2 separate regions of the Sus scrofa genome follow, and region 2 is linked to region 1. A link is a contact called in public Hi-C data. All regions are on one chromosome and are shown on one strand. Each heading gives the region's core, a stretch centred on a gene start, on an enhancer-like site or on the middle of the called end of the contact. The rest is flanking DNA. Distances are from core to core; before and after follow the strand shown. Region 1 has its middle 71 kb from the start of MIR133A-2. Region 2 has its middle 140 kb from the start of GATA6.

Evidence for each region. A called contact is a pair of places that touch in the nucleus more often than the background predicts.
Region 2: a contact with region 1 is called in a Hi-C map of omental adipose tissue, with 1.9 times the contacts expected there. The contact joins two enhancer-like sites. A contact is called at or near these places in 2 of 47 Hi-C or Micro-C datasets (embryonic fibroblasts and omental adipose tissue).

The regions. Positions count from the first base shown.
Region 1 is chr6:107,067,322-107,072,398 of Sscrofa11.1, forward strand. No RefSeq gene overlaps it. Among named protein-coding and RNA genes, the nearest start is that of MIR133A-2, 71 kb to the left of the region's middle. Within about 2 kb of position 2,535, at least 1 of the 83 cell types and tissues checked has an H3K27ac peak or open chromatin away from gene starts, as enhancers often do. A contact at or near this core is called in omental adipose tissue, where this site is marked.
Region 2 is chr6:107,419,022-107,424,483 of Sscrofa11.1, forward strand. No RefSeq gene overlaps it. Among named protein-coding and RNA genes, the nearest start is that of GATA6, 140 kb to the left of the region's middle. Within about 2 kb of position 3,505, at least 3 of the 83 cell types and tissues checked have an H3K27ac peak or open chromatin away from gene starts, as enhancers often do. A contact at or near this core is called in omental adipose tissue, where this site is marked.

The sequences.
Region 1 (5,077 bases), core at 1,285-3,784:
GTCCCTGGGGACCCGGTGCAGATGGAAGCCTTGCTCATCCCTCTCCCTTGGCCTGAGAACTTCTCCATCCAGGGCACGTCCTACACTCTGCCCCCGAGCCCTGGAGCCTTCCCAGGAGTGTCAAGATGGGGATCTCTCCTCTATCCCAACTCCTACAAGTTTTAACAGTTCCCATCACAGCTATTTGTTAAGGACCTATTCTGGGTGAGCCTTTGGTTTAACCTCAGGGGTTTGCTTACAAAGCATTTTATGTGAGTCCCATCTCTGTTGAGCCAAATTATAAACAAATTGATGACAGGGACCAGGATTTCTTGCTGGCCTATCGCAGCTGTGGGCATGTCAGCACTGGATAAATACTCAAGTGATTGATGCAGGTCCGTCTCCTCTCTGAGGACCGAACCTCTTGGCAGCTTCCTCTGAGGAGCCTGGAGGCTCCCTAGCCTGGTGGAGAAGGAGATAAAGTTCCCTGAAGGGATTCTAATGGGGTCCCCTACCCTCGCTGTGGGGCTCTCTCACAGTTGGTAGCTCAGATCACAAGCAACTTTTCTTCTCCAGGGAACTGGTTAGAGGCTTTGATTTTTGCAAAATGGTCTTCCGAATCTAGTGACTGCCACCCCTCGCCCAGGTTTCTTTCTTTTTCTTCCTTTTTTTTTTTTTTTTAGGGCCACACCCATAGCATATGGAGGTTCCTAGACTAGGGGTCAAATTGGAGCTGTAGCTGCCACCCTACACCCCAGCCACAGCAACACTGGATCCAAAACACATATGTGACTTATGCTGCAGCTTGTGGCAACACAGGACCTTAACCTACTGATCAGGGCTGGGGATTGAACCTGCATCCTCATGGATACTAGTTGGATTTGTAACCCACTGAGCCACAATGAGAACTCCCCAGATTTTTTACTCAAAACTGGATCTAGCCCGGTGTCTCCTAATGTCATGAGTACATCCGACCTTCTCTTGTCATGTGTCTGTCCGGGGAGGCATGGGCAGAGCGACTCAAGTCTCACCCTGACCTGGTTTCAGTGCTCTGTCCCCTTGCCTCCTCGCCCTGCTTTCCTCCTGTGCTTAGGACCCTCCAAAGGCTTTGCCTCTAACCTGGGAAAGAAAACAGAATCCCTCCATGGTCCAGGCCCCTGGCATCCTCCCACCCCAGCCTCTCACTGCCTCCTTTTTCTTTCCCAAACATGCCACCCACTTTTCTACCCCTGGGCCTTGCATCTGCTGTTCCCTCCACCTTCAACGACTTTCCCATGAACATTCACAGGGCTCACCCCTCACTTCCTTCAGGCATCTGCTCAAATGTCTCCTCACCAAAGAGGGCTTCCCCGACGACTCTGAGTGTAACAACCAGTCCCCACCCTTTCTTACCCTGGTCCCCTCACTGTACCATTTTTCCTTGTTCACTGTTTTTCTCCCCCAACCAGAACATAAATTCTGTGAGGGCACAGCCTCTGCCAATCTTGGTCATGATTGTATTCCCAGTGCTCAGAACAGATTCTGACACATCCTAGCAGGCATCCATTAAACACGTGTTGAAAGATCAGATTAAGTGAAATAATATGTGAAACTGCTTCATAAGGAGATTACCAAAAGTAAGTTGTCACCAATGCAACAATCGCTAATAATTATCGATTATTTACTAATGCCAATCACCATGCTAAGAGTTTACATCTCATTTAATTTGCACAGCACCAAGATTCCTATTGTCGTTTATGATTTTTAGTCAAATAAACTGTTTTCTTAGTAACTTGGGCCCTGATAAGGAAGAAGGAAAACAGAGTTACCAGTTGGTTAAAATGCTGCAAACCCACACCTGGAGTGACTTGTCTTGTCTTTTTTTTTTGTCTTTTTGCCTTTTCTAGGGCTGCTTCCGCGGCATATGGAGGTTCCTAGGCTAGGAGTCCAATTGGAGCTGTAGTTGCCGGCCTGCGCCAGAGCCACAGCAACACGGGATCCGAGCCATGTCTGCAGCCTACACCACAGCTCACAGCAACGCCGGATCCTCAACCCACTGAGCAAGGCCAGGGATTGAACCCTCAACCTCATGGTTCCTAGTTGGATTTGTTAACCACTGAGCCACAATGGGAACTACTCATTTTTTTTTTTTTTTTAACATGACATTGTGATGTCTAAGTTGTGTTTGTTTCCCCAAACCAATTTCTCTGAACTTGGCTGGGCTCTGTGTGAGGACAAGACATTGGGGAAAGTAAATGAAGCCCTTGAAAACATGTTGGCCTGTCATTTTCCCTGCGCTTCTCCCCACCCTGATCCTCTAATAATGTTCTTGCTGGGGAAAAGGACATAGACAGAACCCTACCAGCAGGCTAAGAATTCTTGGTCTGAAGAAGCCTTTGAGGTCATCAGCCTGCTCCCCTTTTTTTGATTTTCCAAGGAGGAAATCCAGCCTTCAGGAAGCCATTCTCCCAATGGGGTGGCATTACTTTTCTTTATCAAACTCTTTGTCCAAAATCAGAAGATGAACCATATACATCACCAATACACCTTTAACTTGGCCGGCCACTTGATGGTTTTAAGGGACAAGGGGCCATGCCTGCTCTATTTTTGCTGACTTCTTCCTACAAAACTGACACCAGGTGTTTGACATCCATCCCTTAAAAATTATTTGGGACTCTGCTATTCTCTTAAGTGATACACCGGTGTCTTTTCTGATGACAGCAAAGTAACAGCGTGCTCAGCTAAATGAAGAGCTGGAGTTTCACATGGTATAGAGATATGTTTTCCAAAAACCTGCTGCCAGAATCTATCATCACAAATTTGAAACCCCAGCTTGGTGGGGGAAAGTATTCCTGAAAACACTTGGAAGCCATGGGCAAGACAGTTTTGCTCAGAAGAGTGATTCAAAAACATTCTTCACCCTTGTTTGCGAATTGTCTAAGAGAGGGAAGGCAGCGTTCTAATATTCCTTTCTTTTTCTGTCATGTTTAATTTCAAATTAGCACTTGCCATTGTTTTCACGGAATAAATGAAAACAATTATAAAATGGATTCCATGTCTTTCCAGAGTTCTTTCAGATTGTCAGAAACAGGGAAATATCTTAAAATTTCCCAGGAAACGCCCACATCAGCATAACAGGTCAGTACCATGCAGTGCCATGCCATTGTGCATTTCCCGGGCCTCTCACTCAAATAGTATTTTAAAAAGACATTCCGAATGCACTCTGGTGCCAAGAGGTTGCTGCCTAGATATTCTGTGATGATGATGAGCAGCCTTCTAAGTGCATGTGCTGAATTTGGGAAACATAACACCGAAGCACATAAAGTCACATGCCAGATCTCACATAGCGGCCAAATCACATCCGCCCCTATCTCTCTGAAGGATCCTTCCCCAAAATATAGGCCTGGCACCTTGCCCTGAACGGCAGCCAACTGGACATTAGCAGACCAGGGTAGAGAGGGAAATCCAGATACATTCCCCTATAAATCTCAGCCAAAGCCAAACCATGATTGTCCCAGCTTTTGGGCAGTGGGGGAGGGGTGTCCAGGGCGTGAGTAGGTAGAATTTGCCGATAAACTCAAATCTCATTTTAGGCAATCAGAGGAAAAATAATTTCCAAATTCTCTGTTTTTTAAAAATTTAATTTCCGAGTTCTCTCTTGCTTTTTTTTTTTTAATGGCTGCAACTGCGGCATATGGAAGTTCCCCCAGGCTAGCGGTCGAATTGGAGCTACAGCTGCTGGCCTACACTACAGCTCACAGCAATGCCAGATCTTTAACCCACTGAGCGAGGCCAGGGATCGAACCCACATCCTCACAGATACTAGTTGGGCTTGTGACCGCTGAGCCACAAAGGGAACTCCCCAAGTTCTCTGCTTTTGAATGCACTGAAGAAAAGTGTCACAAGTAACAACTGTTATACTCAAAAAGTCTTTTTAATCTAATCAGTTTGCTTTCTGTCTGAGGTGCTAATGAAAGGGAAAATAGCCAAATATGGTACCCAAGCAGAGTTGGAAAAGCAGAGAGGGCCCAGGAGTTACCAGACTGGAAAATGAGTCTTCAGGTAACTGAGAGTTAACCACAGTACTGATTTCTTTTGCAATTACTGAGGAGTTAGCTTCTACCTTGTAAAGGGCACAAGCCAGCTGAAGAGATTAAAGTTTAATCTAGAGGTTCACATCAATATCTAAGTGCCTCAGGTCAAATGCTTTAATCCTTGAGTAAGAAATTGTATATTTAAAAGTCTGACACTATATACACACATACAACTAAATGCCCTGAACACTGCCCATCAGGACACACAGCTTAGCTAAGAGGAGTTACATTAAGGAAGACAAGTAGGGCTGGTAGAAAATAGGGATGGGAGGAGTTCCCTGATAGCTCAGCAGGTTAAGGACCTGGTAGTTGTCACTGCTGTGGCTCAGGTTGCTGCTGTGGCATGGGTTCTACCCCTGGCCCTGGAATTTCCTCATGCTGTGGGTATGGCCAGAAAAAAAAAAAAAAAAAAAGAAAAAAAAAGGAAAATAGGAATGGGAGCAGGAGTAGGGACAAAGGGGCAGGAGGTGCTTTTAAAAGCTTTTTTGTTTAAATTTAAATTTTTATTTAATTTTATTTTTTGTCTGTGGCATGCAGTAGTCTGATGTAGGATCTGTGCTCAGACCAGAGAATGAACCCAGATCACAGTGGTGAAAATGCTGTGTCCTGACCAGTAAACCATCAGGGAACTCCCTGTTTAAATTTAAAAAGGAGAATATATTCCTGTAATAAACAAAATATCGTTGTGAAAGTGGAGTGTCCTGAGTCGAAGGGTCTAGAGTGCAGGAATGTGTCCTGCAGGCCCAGGTCCCAGGCACATTGATGCATTTGTGCCAACCTAGACCAAAACCCTCTTTCAAGTCTTTTTTTTTTTTAGTTGTCTAGCTGGGGTTACTTTATTTGATGAGAAATAAATCATTTACAGTATTCTTCGTGATTTGACATTTATGCAATTCTTACAGTATGATGGTGCTTTAAATTAATTCCTTTTCAATACTCTTGAAAGGAAGACATAGCTTTCCCATTTTGTCACAGTAAAGAATTGTGACAAAAAAGGTGAAAAGTACCTTTTCAAGGACTTATAA
Region 2 (5,462 bases), core at 2,255-4,754, 350 kb after region 1:
ACCCGCAACCTCATGGTTCTTAGTCAGATTCATTAACCACTGTGCCACGACAGGAACTCTGCCAAATACATTTTTTAAGAGCTACCACATTTAATTCCATTTAACAGAGAGTTGATGAGTAACTACGCATGGGGCAATAGGAATAATTATAATAAGGCCAAGATATGTATAATATACTAGGAATATAATGGAGGACAGGGCAGAATAGTTTACTTGGGGAGGCAGTTAAAAGCACTCAAGTGAAAAAAGAGTCTTTTATAAGTGTCATGAAGAAAACAAAATATGGTAACATGGGAGAGGGTGGGGCAGAACTTAGCTTAGACAGTGGCCAGAGAGGGTTTTTCTTTCTTCCTTCCTTCCTTCCTTCCTTCCTTTCTTTCTTTCTTTCTTTCTTTCTTTCTTTCTTTCTTTCTTTCTTTCTTTCTTTCTTTCTTTCTTTCTTTCTTTCCTTCTTTCTCTCTCTCTCTCTCTCTTTCTCTTTCTCTCTTTTTCTCTCTTTCTCTCTCTCCTTCCTTCCTTTGCCGTACCCATGGCACATGAAAGTTCCCTGACCAGGGATGGAATCCCAGCTGCAATGCTGGATTCCTTAACCCACTGTGCCAGGGTGGGAACTCAAGGGAGGGTCTTTCTTTGAGGAGGTGACATTTAAGTTGAGACTTGGATAAGGAGAAGGTGCCATCTGAGCATCTTCTGGAGGGAAGGGCCAACTGAGCAGAAGACACAGCAAACTCTCTGAGCCGGGAACCATTTTACTGTGTTGAAGGTGTAGGAAGAAGACTCATATGGCTGAAGCTTAGTGAGTAAGAGAGGGTGATGGTGCCAGGTCATTCATGGCCTTTAGACCACGGTCAAAGGTTTGCCCTTCATAGGAAGAGCATTGGAAACCATTTGTGTTTTTTTTTTCTTTTTTTTTAAATCACTGGCTGAGGTTTGGAGAATGGATTTGAGAGAGAAAACAGGGAGGCTTGTCAGGACTCTAAGCTGCAGTCCTGGCAGGGTGGGGTGGTTGCCATGACCTAGGATGGAATTGGATGACTGGAGATGGAGATGAAGGGATGATGTTTCAGAGGGAGTGAGCATGAGGAATTAAGGGAAAGAGGAGCAAAGATTTACTAATTCAGTCAACAGTGATTGATTTAACACCTACTATGTGCCAGGCCCTTTCCCAGGCTCTGGAGATGGAGCCCTGAACAAAACCGATCACGTCCCGCCCTTGACCTTCCACTCCAGCAGATGGAAGCCAATAGTAATCAGCCCCACATGCCAGGCAGTGGTAGAGAAGCACAGAGAAGCATTGTGAGGGGAGACAGGGTGACAAGGAGGGCTGGTTTCAGGTAAGACGATCAGGAGCCCTCTCAGATGGGGTGACCTTTGGGAGCGGATGTGAGGAAGTGGGCCATGAGGCACAGGCGCAGCAGGAGAGGAAGCAGAGGCCCTGCTGGAGGTGTGTGTGGAGTTGGAGGAGGAGCAGCGTGGAGGTGCCACGGCTGGAGGGTAGCAGACAGAGAGGAAGTGGGAGGAGAGGAGACAGGTCCAGGAGAGGTGGGTGGGTGGGCAAACCCTGGGCAAGGCTCAGGTCTGAGATTATTTTGAGAGGGAATGCCATTGAAGAGTTTTCTAGAGAGGGACAGAAACAGAGGGGACAGCTAGAAGGCAGTAATCTTGACAAAGTGCAGAGTTTTTGTTTAGATCACCGGTTGGGTGTTGGTGTCATTTTTTTTTTTTTTTTTTTTTTTTGGTCTTTTTAGGGCTGTACCGTGGCATTTGGAGGTTCCCAGGCTAGGGGTCCAATCGGAACTACAACTGCCGGCCTACACCACAGCCACAGCAATGTCAGATCCGAGCCGGGTCTGCGAGCTACACCCCAGCTCACAGCAATGCTAGATCCTTAACTCACTGAGCGAGGCCAGGGATCGAACCTACCTCCTTATGGATGCTAGTCAGATTCATTTCTGCTGAGCCAAGAAGGAACCCCTGGTGTCATTTTTGAGAAGGGAAAGACAGACAGAGAGTATGGGAGGAGAAATCAAAGTTCTGCTGAGGACAGATTAAGGTTGAGATGCCTGGTAGACACACAAGTAGAGCCAGCAAGGAGATAGTTGGATATTTGAGTTCAGAACCCCAGAGAGGGGTCAAGACTAGAGATATAAATTTGGAGTTGTCAGCCTAGAGGTGGTATTCAGTGCCCTCCCCACCCCGCCTTGGGGGGCTCACCCAGGGAAAGGCTGCCGAGCTGTGGCCCCGGATTCTCCCGCTTTTCAAAGGCAGTGCAGAGGGGGTAGGAGATGGGGAAGGCGTGGCCAGTGAGGTTGGATGAAAATCAGAAGAGTTTAATGTTACAGAAGCTGAGATAAGAGAGCGTTTCAAGTCAGAGAGTTCAGCTGTGACAGAAGCTGCCAAGAATCGAGGAGGAGGAAGGCAGGGAAGTGGCGGTTGGGCTTGACAATGTGAAGGCTCGGGTGACTTTGCCAGGTAGGGCTGAGTCCGAGGATGAGGATGTGGCTGAGGGACCACGAGCAGCTCCTGAGACAAATTTTGCGGGAAGGAAAAGAGGAATGTGGCAGTAAGTGGGGCAAATGCGGTTTCTAGGGATCAAACTCTCATTTTCCTGTGTATCTGATCACTCCTAGTTGTCAGTGAAAGGCACTGCCTTACATGGTGTTAGACCAATTTGTATAGCACTGGTGGCTTAATGTACTGATTCTTTTATATTATTTGCACTTTTTCAAAGGAGGAGTTTTGTCTTTTTTTGTTTGTTTGTTTGGCTGTGCCTGTGGTACGTAGAAGTTGCAGGGCCAGGGGTCAAACCTGCTCTATAGCAATGACAACACCAGATCCTTAACCTACTGAGCCACCAGGAAACTCCGAGGAGGGACTTGTCTTTCATGTAGTGGATAGGCTAGTATATGTAGGGTACCTAGAATAAATGAATATTCTGGTTAAGGCTAGCTCTGTGTGTGTGTGTGTGTGTGTGTGTTCATGTGTGTGTCTGCATGTATGTCTGTACACACATTGTCTTCAAATCTAGGGGGGCTGGAAGTCTTCCTGAAAATCTGTTAGGCATCAGGGGTTTTTATCTCCAGATGGGTGCCCCATTTTTCTTCTTGATAACCTCTTACTAATGAAGAGCCTGGGATGGGAGTTCCATTTACAAATGGTGAATCATTAGAAACAGATTTGTAGTTGGGGAAGAATCTTCCAGCAGCAGAACCTCACTTCTGAGGCATGCAGTCAGTTTCCTGCTCCAATGGGTCCGGCGAGCAGATCTTAGGGAGGGAAGACAACCCATCATACAGGTCCACTCCCACACGTGCTGTAACCACAGCCTTCATCTGAACAAGCTGGAGGGCAAAAGGACAAACCTTCTCGAGTCCCTGGCCTCTGGAGTCTCCGAAAGACTGGAAAGTTTGCCTGCATCATGGCTGCCGCTGTTCCTCTGTGGTCCAGCCTCTTAGCCCGTCTCCCAGCCTCCTTTCTTCACGGAGACAAGCCCTCCTGGTTGACCGTCCTTTGTGTTCCTGCCCCTGCTGAGAGTGGGTCTGCTTCTGCTCGGAGGCGGGGTATTTTCCTGCCCGTCAGAGAGTGGAGACAATGCCAGGATCACTAAGCCTTCAGAACCCTGGTAGAAGGCAGGCTGGGCCCATGGACTGGCAGGAAAGAAGACTCAGGCCCAGCCTACCTTCCAGAATCTACTGTGAGCCCCTCTTCCCAAGTCCACGCATCCCTGTGACCGTTTGACGGGTTGTTTCATTCTGCCTGTCCTTCTCCTCTAAACGCCTGTCGCCTCATCCCCCTGTCACTTTCCATCCAAACGCCAGGCGAGTGGGTTCTGGAATTTTAGTCATTCATTCCTTTGTGGGTTTTTTGTTTGTTTATTGTTTATTTGTTTACGTACCATATTATGTACCACTAATGCTAATTATTTACCTAAAAATTTCCTTAAAAGTAACTCACCATTTTACTTAAAATATTTATTTAATAAGGAAATTTTGCTACTACATAAATAGAAATTCAGGGTGAATAAAAGATAAATATAAATAAAACACCACATTTATGTTATCAAATTCTAATTGTATACTTATTTATCAGAGACTCTAAGCTTGCTTTCCCTAAAGAGGGAGATGGTAAAATATTAGGGTCATTAAAGATATAGCAGCACCAGGCCGAGACAATTCCCCTGAAGGATTAAGGAGAAGGAAGGGCTTTTTGTACAATGTTATGAATGCACTAGAAGCTGCCAGATTGTACGCTTTAAAATGGTTAAAATGGTCAATTTTATGTTATGTGAATTTTACCTCGGTTTAAAAAAAAGAAGTGAATTGATTCAGTGATTTTTTTTCTTTGTTTTTTTTTTTTTTTTTTGGCCATGCCTGCGGCATGTGGATCTTCCCCGGCCAAGGATGGAACCTGTGGAACCCGTGACATAACCATGAACTAAGCCGCCGTGGGTCACAAGAGAACTCCTGATTTGGTGATTTTATACCATATTATAGGACTGTGTAATATCTTTTCTCTCGCATTTTGGCCAAGCACCAACCACACCAGTAAAGATGAAATGCTTGTCAGGCTGAGATCGAGTGCCTCCGTCCCAGAGCGCCACTGCGTCTGAAGCTGCTGGTCTAAAGCAGTTTTAACTACACCAATCCAATGCCTCCACTTGCATTGCTCGAAAGAAGTAAAGTAGGACATATGGAGCAATACTCTTCTAGAGTCACCGATTTGTCTCCTTTACGCTTCTGAAACCTACAACACACTCCAGCTTGAATAACTACCTTTTCAGAACTTCAATTCTGTAAATGTAAAAGAGAGATCATGGGACCTATCTCACAGTGTTGTTGTGAGGATTACCTGAGAAAATCCTGGAACAGCCCAGCGAAATTCCTTTATGGAGTAAATGTTAGTTCCATGCCCCCCACAACACTCAGCTGAAGAATGTTAAGGAGACATAGGATGTTTTATGAATCATTTGATGCTGATGTGATGATGATTTGCTAGAAATCCATGTCATGCAGAAATGGAGGAGTTCCCATCATGGCTCAGCAGTTAACAAATCTGACAAGCATCCATGAGAACGCAGGTTTGATCCCTGGCCTCGCTCTTTGGGTTAAGGATCCGGCATTGCTGTGAGCTGTTGTGTAGGTCGCAGATGCGGCTTGGATCCTGTGTTGCTGTGGCTGTGGCTGTGGCCAGCAGCTGTAGCTCCGATTTGACCCCTAGCCTGGGAACCTCCATGTGCCATGGGTGTGGGCCAAAAAAGCAAAAAAAAAAAAAAAAAAAAAAGCAGAAAAAGAAATGGAGTAAGGTAACTTAGAATATCTGGACAATAGCTACTATGAAGTATTTAGCTGATATGAAAAATACACAAACTAGTCTGCGATTCGTTTTCAGAATCGCTAATTGTTGAGGTGCAACACATCATTTCCATTAAGGAGCATCAAATCATTACTTGCCTCTTTGTTGAG